Regions from separate parts of the Mus musculus genome. Here all the other regions are linked to region 3. Evidence: chromatin contacts called from public HiChIP or PLAC-seq and promoter capture Hi-C data. All regions are on one chromosome and are shown on one strand. The core of a region is the stretch at or near the end of the contact, and the rest is flanking DNA. Distances in the headings are between cores, read along the strand shown. Region 1 holds the start of D8Ertd738e (DNA segment, Chr 8, ERATO Doi 738, expressed). Region 2 holds the start of Ccdc130 (coiled-coil domain containing 130). Region 3 holds the start of Ddx39a (DEAD box helicase 39a).

What was found. HiChIP or PLAC-seq counts read pairs in DNA pulled down with a chosen protein or histone mark. Capture Hi-C pulls out chosen DNA fragments and counts their contacts.
Region 1: a promoter capture Hi-C map of adipose tissue shows a contact between it and region 3, with 2.5 times the contacts expected there. The contact joins the promoter of D8Ertd738e here to the promoter of Ddx39a in region 3. A contact is called at or near these places in 5 of 39 promoter capture datasets (the C10 cell line, cranial neural crest, erythroid cells and 2 more), 1 of 484 Hi-C or Micro-C datasets (CD4 T cells), 2 of 115 datasets of contacts at active chromatin or transcription factors (pro-B cells and stem cell-derived neural progenitor cells) and 1 of 9 other capture datasets (adipose tissue).
Region 2: a contact with region 3 is called in an H3K4me3 HiChIP or PLAC-seq map of pro-B cells, with 2.9 times the contacts expected there. The contact joins the promoter of Ccdc130 here to the promoter of Ddx39a in region 3. A contact is called at or near these places in 3 of 39 promoter capture datasets (cranial neural crest, erythroid cells and liver), 5 of 115 datasets of contacts at active chromatin or transcription factors (bone marrow-derived macrophages, embryonic stem cells, large pre-B cells and 2 more) and 1 of 9 other capture datasets (liver).

Annotation. Positions count from the first base shown.
Region 1 is chr8:84,248,253-84,251,067 of GRCm38.p6, forward strand. It overlaps D8Ertd738e (DNA segment, Chr 8, ERATO Doi 738, expressed), which reads right to left and starts at 1,509. Exons shown (of 3, transcript NM_001007571.2): 1 at 1,364-1,509; 2 at 1,222-1,277. The coding sequence starts at 1,451. Mri1 (methylthioribose-1-phosphate isomerase 1) reads right to left here. Exons shown (of 5, transcript NM_026423.4): 5 at 2,324-2,815.
Region 2 is chr8:84,269,140-84,271,940 of GRCm38.p6, forward strand. Ccdc130 (coiled-coil domain containing 130) reads right to left here and starts at 1,263. Exons shown (of 10, transcript NM_026350.3): 1 at 1,203-1,263.
Region 3 is chr8:83,713,710-83,716,529 of GRCm38.p6, forward strand. It overlaps Ddx39a (DEAD box helicase 39a), which reads left to right and starts at 1,468. Exons shown (of 11, transcript NM_197982.3): 1 at 1,468-1,628.

The DNA of each region.
Region 1 (2,815 bases), core at 259-2,758, 530 kb after region 3:
CACCCAGGTCTGGCTTGTAGCTCATACCATCTGCAATTCCAGATCAGATGCCATCTTCTGGCCTCTGTGGGCATATGCACTCAGGTGCACACACCACACATAATTAAAACATTATTTTGGAGGCTAGAACATCACTCAGCCGTTAAAAGCTCTATCTATCTATCTATCTATCTATCTATCTATCTATCTATCTATCTATCTATCTATCTATCTATCTATCTATCTATCTATCTGCTGTGGTGGACCTTGCTCTATAGACCAAGCTGGCCTTGAACTCAGAGATCTGCCTGCCTCTGCCTCTAGAGTGCTGGGATTAAAGGTCTGGGCTATCACAAAGTTTGGAGCTAAGACAAAAGGATGGACTATCCAGAGACTACCCCACCCGGGGATCCATCCCATAATCAGCCACCAAACCCAGACATTATTGCATATGCCAGAAAGGTTTTGCTGAAGGGACCCTGTAATAGCTGTCTTGTATGAGGCTATGCCAGTGCCTGGCAAATACAGAAGTGGATGCTCACAATCATCTATAAGATGGAACACAGGGCCCCCAATGGAGAAGCTAGAGAAAGCACCCAAGGAGCTGAAGGAGTCTACAACCTTATAGGTGGACCAGCAATATGAACTAACCAGTACCCCCAGAGCTTGTATCTCTAGCTGCATATGTAGCAGAAGATGGCCTAGTCGGCCATCACTGGGAAGAGAGACCCCTTGGTATTGCAAACTTTATATGCCCCAGTACAGCGGAATGCCAGGGCCAAGAAGTGGGAGTGGGTGGGTAGGGGAGCAGGGCGGGGGGAGGGTATAGGGAACTTTCGGGATAACATTTGAAATGTATATAAAGAAAATATCTAATAAAAAAAAAGTCTGGGCTATCACACCCGCCTGACTAAGACCAGGGTTCAGTTCCCAGCACACACATGATGGCTCAAAACCCGTTAATAACTCTAGTTCTAGGGTTTTGGGCATCCTTTTCTAATCTCGTCGGGTACAAGGCACAGACACTTGTGCCACACTCGCGCGCACACTCAGGCTAAATATTCATACACAATAAACAACAACTCGAGGCTATCTGCTGGCAGTCCCTAACGCGCATCTGAAGCGCTCAGAAGCTAAGGGCGGGCCAGGATTCATCCAACTAGCGGAGGACAAAGCCTTGCAGTTGGGAACCCTCTCGGCTGTCCGTCCGTCATCCCGGATCACTTGCATCGCTTCACTCACCTTCTTCAACTTCTGCTGCTGAACAACGCGCGCCTTCTTGGGAGCGATGACTCGACCTGGGGGAGAGACACCAGCCGGTGAGCCTCGGCGGGCCACCTCAAGTCCGCCATCCTCTCTCCCTGCTCCCCACCTCATTCCTTACCGCCTTTCCGAGGCCCGCGGCTCCGCTCCGCCGCGGCAGCCTTGCTTTTAGGTTTCTGCGCCTGGAACTTGCGTTGTCCCTGCGCCATGTTCTACCGCAACCCGGAAGAGGCGGGGCCACGTGCAGAAAAGCGGAAGTCGAAGACGTCATTGGCTACAGTGGGACGCAAAGTCTCAAGGCCTCACCCGACACAGAGCGGCGCACTTAAAGGAACCGCTGTCTAAAAAGTTGGAAGGAAAATTAATTACCATTTTCAGGGGTGGGACCACATTTGTGTATTGTAAAACATGCGCGTTTTAAAAAAATGATTTATTTATTTCATTTATATGAGTACACTGTAGTCTGTCTTCAGACACTCTAGAAGAGGGCATCGGATTCCATTACAGATGTTTGTGAGCCACTATGTGGTTGCTGGGAATTGAACTCAGGACCTCTCCAAGCACAAGCAGTCAGTGCTCTTTTTTATACATAAAACTTCAAATAAAGCTTGGAGTCTGGTAAACGAGGAGCTCGTTTTTGGAGGAAAATTAAAGGAGTGTCAAAAACGTTCAGTAATCATTGGTGATGTGACTTGGTGGGTAAAGATGCTTGCTGCCATGCTTATTTGAGTTTGATCCTGGGTGGTGGCACAGGCATTTAATATCAGCACTTGGGAGGCAGCGAACTGACTCCCATAGATCACTTCCACCAGAATAAACCAGAATAAAGATATCACTAAAAAAAAAAAATCCCTCACATTAATGCATTAATTTTACAGCTGTGCTGGGGACAGAGAGCAGCCTCATATTTTCAGCACAAGAGTTGCCACAGCTATAGACACAGCCCCAACTGTGTTCTTTTTAATTTTAAAAGATTTAAAATATGCACCTGGTGGCTGGGAACATGGCTCAGGGGTAAAGTGCATATTGTTTATGTATGAGAACCTGAGTGGTATCCCCACCATTCGCTGGTGCACACACCTGCTATCCCAGTGCTAAGTTGGCTGAAGCGGGAGGACCCCTGGAGTCTAGCCTGATAGCTGAATTCCAGGTTCACAGACTCTCAAGAATAAAGCAAAGCAGGTTGTAGGGGCTCACACTTTTGACCTTTTGCTCAAGAGGCAGAGGTAGGTGGATCTTTGTGAGTTCTAGGGTAGCCTGGTCCATAGAGCAAGTCCAAGGGCAGCCAGAGCTACAAAGAGACTGCCTTAAAACACAAATATTTATCTTGATTACTGAACTTTGGTGTCTTCTTTTATAGGACTTGTTCTAGCACAGAGGTTTAGTTCCTGGGTCCCAGCTCCCATATGGCAGCTCACAACCACTTGTAATTCCAGTTCCAGGAGATCTGGTACCCTTTTCTGGTCTGGGAGAGCACCAGGGGTTTGCATGTAAAACACTCACACATAAATAAAAGTAAATAGCCAGTAGTGGTGCATGCATTTAATCCCAGCACTTGGGAGACAGAGGCAGG
Region 2 (2,801 bases), core at 13-2,512, 560 kb after region 3:
AAAGCCAAGTTCCAAGCTAGCCAGAACCAGACAGGAAGACCCTGTCTCAAAAAGCAAAATCAAAACAAACAAAAATTAAAAACAGAGGGAAATGGGAGCGGGAGTGACTCTGGGGTTTGCTATAATGAAAAAGTGTATGGGCTGGTAGTGTGGACACCCAGCTTGAAGTGCTATGTGCTTGGGGTCTGCTTTACAATGTTGAACATGTTTGTTTTGGAGACATGCCTTTCTGTGTAATCCCGGCTGGCCTAGTACTCCAGATCTTCCAGCCTCAGCTTCTGAAGTCTTAAATGGCTAATCACCACAGGTAGTATCACAGCCAGATTACACCCAGTCTGCTCAGGTGGATGCACAGGGGCTCTTCTGTGCCAAGGGTCATTCCTGACCTCAAATGCCACAGCAGACCACAGCTTGGGCATCAATCTCCTCTCTGCTGCTTCCTAGCTGCCTGACTCTGGGCCAGGGGCTACCTGGATCCCAGTTTCTCCATTTGGGGAAAAAAAAAAGTTTTCTAAAGGATTCAGCCGCTGAGACTGCCTTTGGGAGTCATGACAGGTGTTAAGTATTGAGAAGAACAGGCATGGGACAAAGAAAAGTGACAATTTCAAATTTCTCCTACTTACTAACAACTATAAAAAATATTTTTGTTATGTGTATGTGTGTGCAGAAGTGAGTTCAGGTGACCGGAAAGGGTAGAGGGTTGGATTCTCTGGAGATACAGGCAGCTGTGAGCTCTGGGAACTGAACCCTGGTCCTCTGCTAGAGAGCAGGTCAAGTTCTTAACCGCGGAGCCACCTCGCCAGCCCCTTACAAATTACATTTATTTGTTCTGCGTGTGTTGGCAGAGTGTGCAACGAAGTGAGAATGTAGATCAGAGAACAGCCTACAAGAATCGATTCTTTCAACATGCTCAGGGGTCGAACTCTCATGTTGTCAGGTTTGGCCACAAGCGCCACTACCAGCTAAGCCACCTTGCCGGCCCCCAAGCTACTGTTCCCAAGCACTATGTTTCAATTCAGGCTAGGAGGGCTCATCTTCAGCATGAAGACGCCTAGAGGTGCCATTGGCCTAAAACGGAGGCTGGGCCCTGGGAACCCGCTCGCGTCCGCAGATACAGCATCTCCCGTGCCAGGACGCAGTGGTGGGATTGAGGACCTGCCACCCCCGTTGCCGTCGCGGACCGGTCCTCACCCCGTACCTACCTGCCCTCTCCCTGACGTCACGCCTCCACCAGCCCGGAAGCACACCCGGAGCCAGGAACCCGCAGAGCGCCCGCCTCTGCGGCCCAAAAGCGCCTGCGCAAGCTGGAGCGAGGCACTTTCGTCATCTTGATTGGCTGAGGCTATTGCAGACTGACCAATTCAGGCCTGTCTAGCCGTTAGAAGCCCCGCCCACCGGGAGTGGTCCAATTGGAGATGGCTTCCTCCCGGAAGATCTACTTTGGCACCGCCCAGCCCTCCCTGGCGGTTGCGTTTTCGAAGGAGCTGATTCGTCATTTTTAAGCTTTGATTTGACTGACGTTTGAGACCGGTTTTCTTGTATCCCAGTTTGACCCTGCATCTCATTATATTGCTGAAGATGACTCTGAATTTCTGACTCGCCTTGTGATATCCAAGTAGTGGGATTACCAATACAGCCCAGGCTATTTATTTATGGATTTTAAAAAATTATGTTTATGACCAGACGTGGTGGCCAACACCTTTAATCCCAACACTCTGGAGGCAGAGGCAGGTAGTCTACATAATCAAAGGCCTGTCAGGAGTACACTGTCTCAAAAAAATACATATGTATGTGTGTGGGTGAGTGCTAGTGTGCCACGACTGAGGGAAGTAGAGTCAGAGGGATATTTGTAGGTCTCTGGGCAAGTATGTGGTGCATACATATATGCAGCCAAAACACCTGTTCAGGTAAATAAATCTTAAAAGTACAAAGCAATGCCGGACGTGGTGGCTCACGCCTTTAATCCCAGCACTTGGGAGGCAGAGGCAGGTGGATTTCTGAGTTCGAGGCCAGCCTGATCTACAAAGTGAGTTCCAGGACAGTCAGGGCTATACAGAGAAACCCTGTCTCAAAAAACAAAACAAAACAAAAACCCAAAACAAAAAGTACAAAGCAAAGCCGGGGGACGGTGGCACACGCCTTTAATCGCAGCACTAGAGAGGCAGAGGCAGGTGGATCTCTGAATCTACAGAGTGAGTTCCAGGACAGCCAGGGCTACAGAGAGAAACCCTGACTCGAAAAAAATCTGCCCCCCCACCCCCACCAAAAAAGTAGAAAGCAGAAAAAAAGAGGTTTATTCAATGGTGGCACTTTAGAAAGCGATTCGGGGAAGGGACACTCTTAAGTTCTGGTGTGAGATCATGGTTTAAAGGTACAAGGATCTCACATCTAAGCAGTCTTGGTCAAGGTGTGGTCCCGCCCACCATTGACCCACCATTGTCTGGGCTTCAGTCTCATCCTGTAAGTTGGTCTGCAAAACCTAGAACTGGGTGAAATCTCTTTCCAGAAGACTTTCTCTTCCCCCTCTGGCTGGCGCCCTTTCTTTTGCCCACCATGAGATTCCTGGGGAAATTCCCATTTCTTTGGAGTTCATTATTTTATGGTCTGATAGATTGAGAGATGTGGGGACGAGTCTCTCTAGATATCTTCATTTCTGCCAGGTCTATTAAAAAATAAAAGGTTAGTAACATGGAAGATTCTTGAAGGCCCCTGAGCTCAGCTTTATATAAAGAGTCAATGACAGGGCGAGGGGACTCACAGTGTGAGCAGAGACTCTAGGGCCTGCTTTTGAGTCAACCCTT
Region 3 (2,820 bases), core at 218-2,717:
TGGTCATAACTAAGAGTGGTTTCAGCTCTGCAGGGATGGAATCTAGATGTGTGGGCAGTTTGTTTGTTCATTTTGTGTTTGTGTTTTGAAACAGAGTCTCTCTTTGTAGCCCTGGCTATCCTGGACTTTACTGTATAGACAAGGCTGGCCTTGGACTCAAAGAATTCTGCCTGCCTCTAACTATCCTATGTAGACCAGGCTAGTTGAAAGCAGAGTTCTCTGCTTCTAGAGAACTGGGACTAAAGTTCTGTGCCACTCTGACTGGTTTTTGTTTGTTTGTTTGTTTGTTTGTTTGTTTTGTTTTGTTTTGTTTTGAGAGAGAGAGAGAGAGAGAGAGAGAGAGAGAGAGAGAGAGAGAGAGAAAGAATTATGTTTGTGGAAAGAAAGGATGAGTGTAGACAGCATTAACATCTAGAGTTTATTTATCTGGCAGGTAGCCTCTCAGTACCATGATCTAGACAATGTAGATTGTGTTTCAGGCTGGGGATTTTATAGCTAAGGATGGGGAAGGGAGAAGAAGGTTTCATAGGGGCAGAATGGGGGTTAGCTGTTTTCCTTAGACAAGGTCTTTTTCTATCACCAGATATCTGGGGTCAGGCAGCTGCTTTTCTTCTGCAATCCCCAAAGAGCTGGCTTTCTGGAACTATGAGCTCAGTTTACGGCCTGGGATTTTTGTTTTGGTGGTGGTACAATGTAGGGGTAAGAAAAACAAGGGCTGGAGAGATGGCTCAGCGGTTAAGAACGCTGACTGTTCTTTCACAGGTCCTGAGTTCAAATCCCAGCAACCACATCATGACTCAACCATCTGTAATGAGATCTGACGCCCTCTTCTGGTGCTGTCTGAACAGCTACAGTGTACTAAGATGTAATAATAAATAAATCTTGCCAGGCCTGGTGGTGTACGCCTTTAATCCCAGCACTTGGGAGGCAGAGGCAGACGGATTTCTGAGTTCGAGGCCAGCCTGGTCTACAGAGTGAGTTCCAGGACAGCTAGGGCTTCACAGAGAAACCCTGTCTCGAAAACCAAAAATAAATAAATCTTTTTAAAAAGGGGGGCTGGGCGTGGTGGTGGACGCTTTTAATCACAGCACTCACACCTTCAATCACATGGAGGAAGAGGCAGGCAGATCTCTTGAGGACAGCCTGGTCACAGATGGAGTTGTTCCATGACAGCAGGGCTACCCAGAGAAACCCTGTCTCGAAATGATACAACCAAACAAAAGAGTCAGGGCTTCTAAGCTAGGCAGGCAAGGACACTTTAAAAAGCTGGGGCACATACACGCGCAATTAACGTGCGGATGCCAGCTAAAAGTGGCAGTATCCACTGTGGCCCTTAACTCATCTCACGTGACTGGGCGGGAACCGCCGCTTAGCCCACTCCCCCTTTGGACACGCCTACTTTACGACTGCCCAATGAACCTGAGTCTAGGTACGCCCAATAGCCGGTCGACAGCGTCCTTATAAACCAACCATCATCCTTTCCTCTGTTGAGTGATAAGCCAGCTATCCAGTGAGCGAGACTCGAGTTGGGCTCCAGGCAGGAAGCACTGTAGCGCGCGTCCAGGGTCGCGGCGTAGAACCGGACGGGTGGCTCTCTTTGCAGCTCGCGGAGGCGAACCGGGCGGCAGGTAAGTGGCGGGTCCCGAGGCCGGGGCCGCGGTGCGGGGCTGTGGGTTCGCCGAAAGGGAAGCTGCGGGGCGCGGTGCAGCGGGAGGAGTGGGCGCACAGCAGCGGGACGGTTAGGCACCTCGAGCCGGCGGCCGTTGGGCTCCATTGAGCATGCGCCAGGGGCGGGCCAGCCGTTAGTAGGTCGGCTTCCGGGGACGGTGATGGGAATGGCGGCTCTCGGAGGCCCCATGTGTACCGTGGTGGGATTGAGGGACCGGGCGGATCCACACTGCGTTTTCGGTCACGGCGAGAGGACTCAGGCTATCTGGGCAGACGTCCCGAGTCTGCAGTCACCGGCTTCCCGTCTTGTTCCGCCGCTCGCCCAGGAGATTCTTCTCCAGACTCTGATGCGGAAGGCCAGTGTCGCGCCTCTTAGGAACGTGGCCATTCACTCGGCGTCGCTTTCCCGGTGTGAGGCCGGTTCAGCCCGTTGCCTCTGGTCTGCCTGGACCTATAGTTGAAACTTTAGGTCTGTGACAGTCTGGGTTCACTTGTTTCATTTTCCTGGTTGAAGCAAGGCCTGACGTATTGGGGGTGGGGGGCCATACGCTCCGAGTTGCGCCTCAACTAGTTCCCGGAACCTTTTGTGTGCCTAGATTCTTGAGACAGGATCTCTTTACATAATCCTGGTCGTCCTTGAACTCTCTCTCTGAAGACCAGGTCGGGCTCGAACTCACTGAGGTCCACTTGGCTCAGTCCCCGGAGGTCTGGTATTAAAGGCGTGTCCCACTAAGCCCGGCTTCACATTTATCCTTTCACCAGCACAATAAATGTTTTTAAAGCAGTACTGCCTAAAGACAGAGTACACATATGAGAGGCCAGAAGATAGGTTCTCCTGAAATCGAGGTTGTTCTTGAAGTTTTTTATTTAGGTGTAAATATTTGAATGACTACCTGTGTGCAGGTGCTCTAGGAGGCCGGAAGTACTGACCCTGGAGTTAGAAGGATGTAAACTGAGAAACCTAACTCAGGTCGTGTGAAAGCATCATTAATTCTTAAGCCACATTGGCCACCTTGCCTAGCCAGTCTTAGAACTTAAAAGTTTTTTGGTTGTTGTTGAAACAAGATCTCACTGTGTAGCCCAGGCTAGCCTGGAACTAGAGATCTGTCTGTCCCTGTCTCAGGCATTTTTTAGAATTCATTTTTAATATAT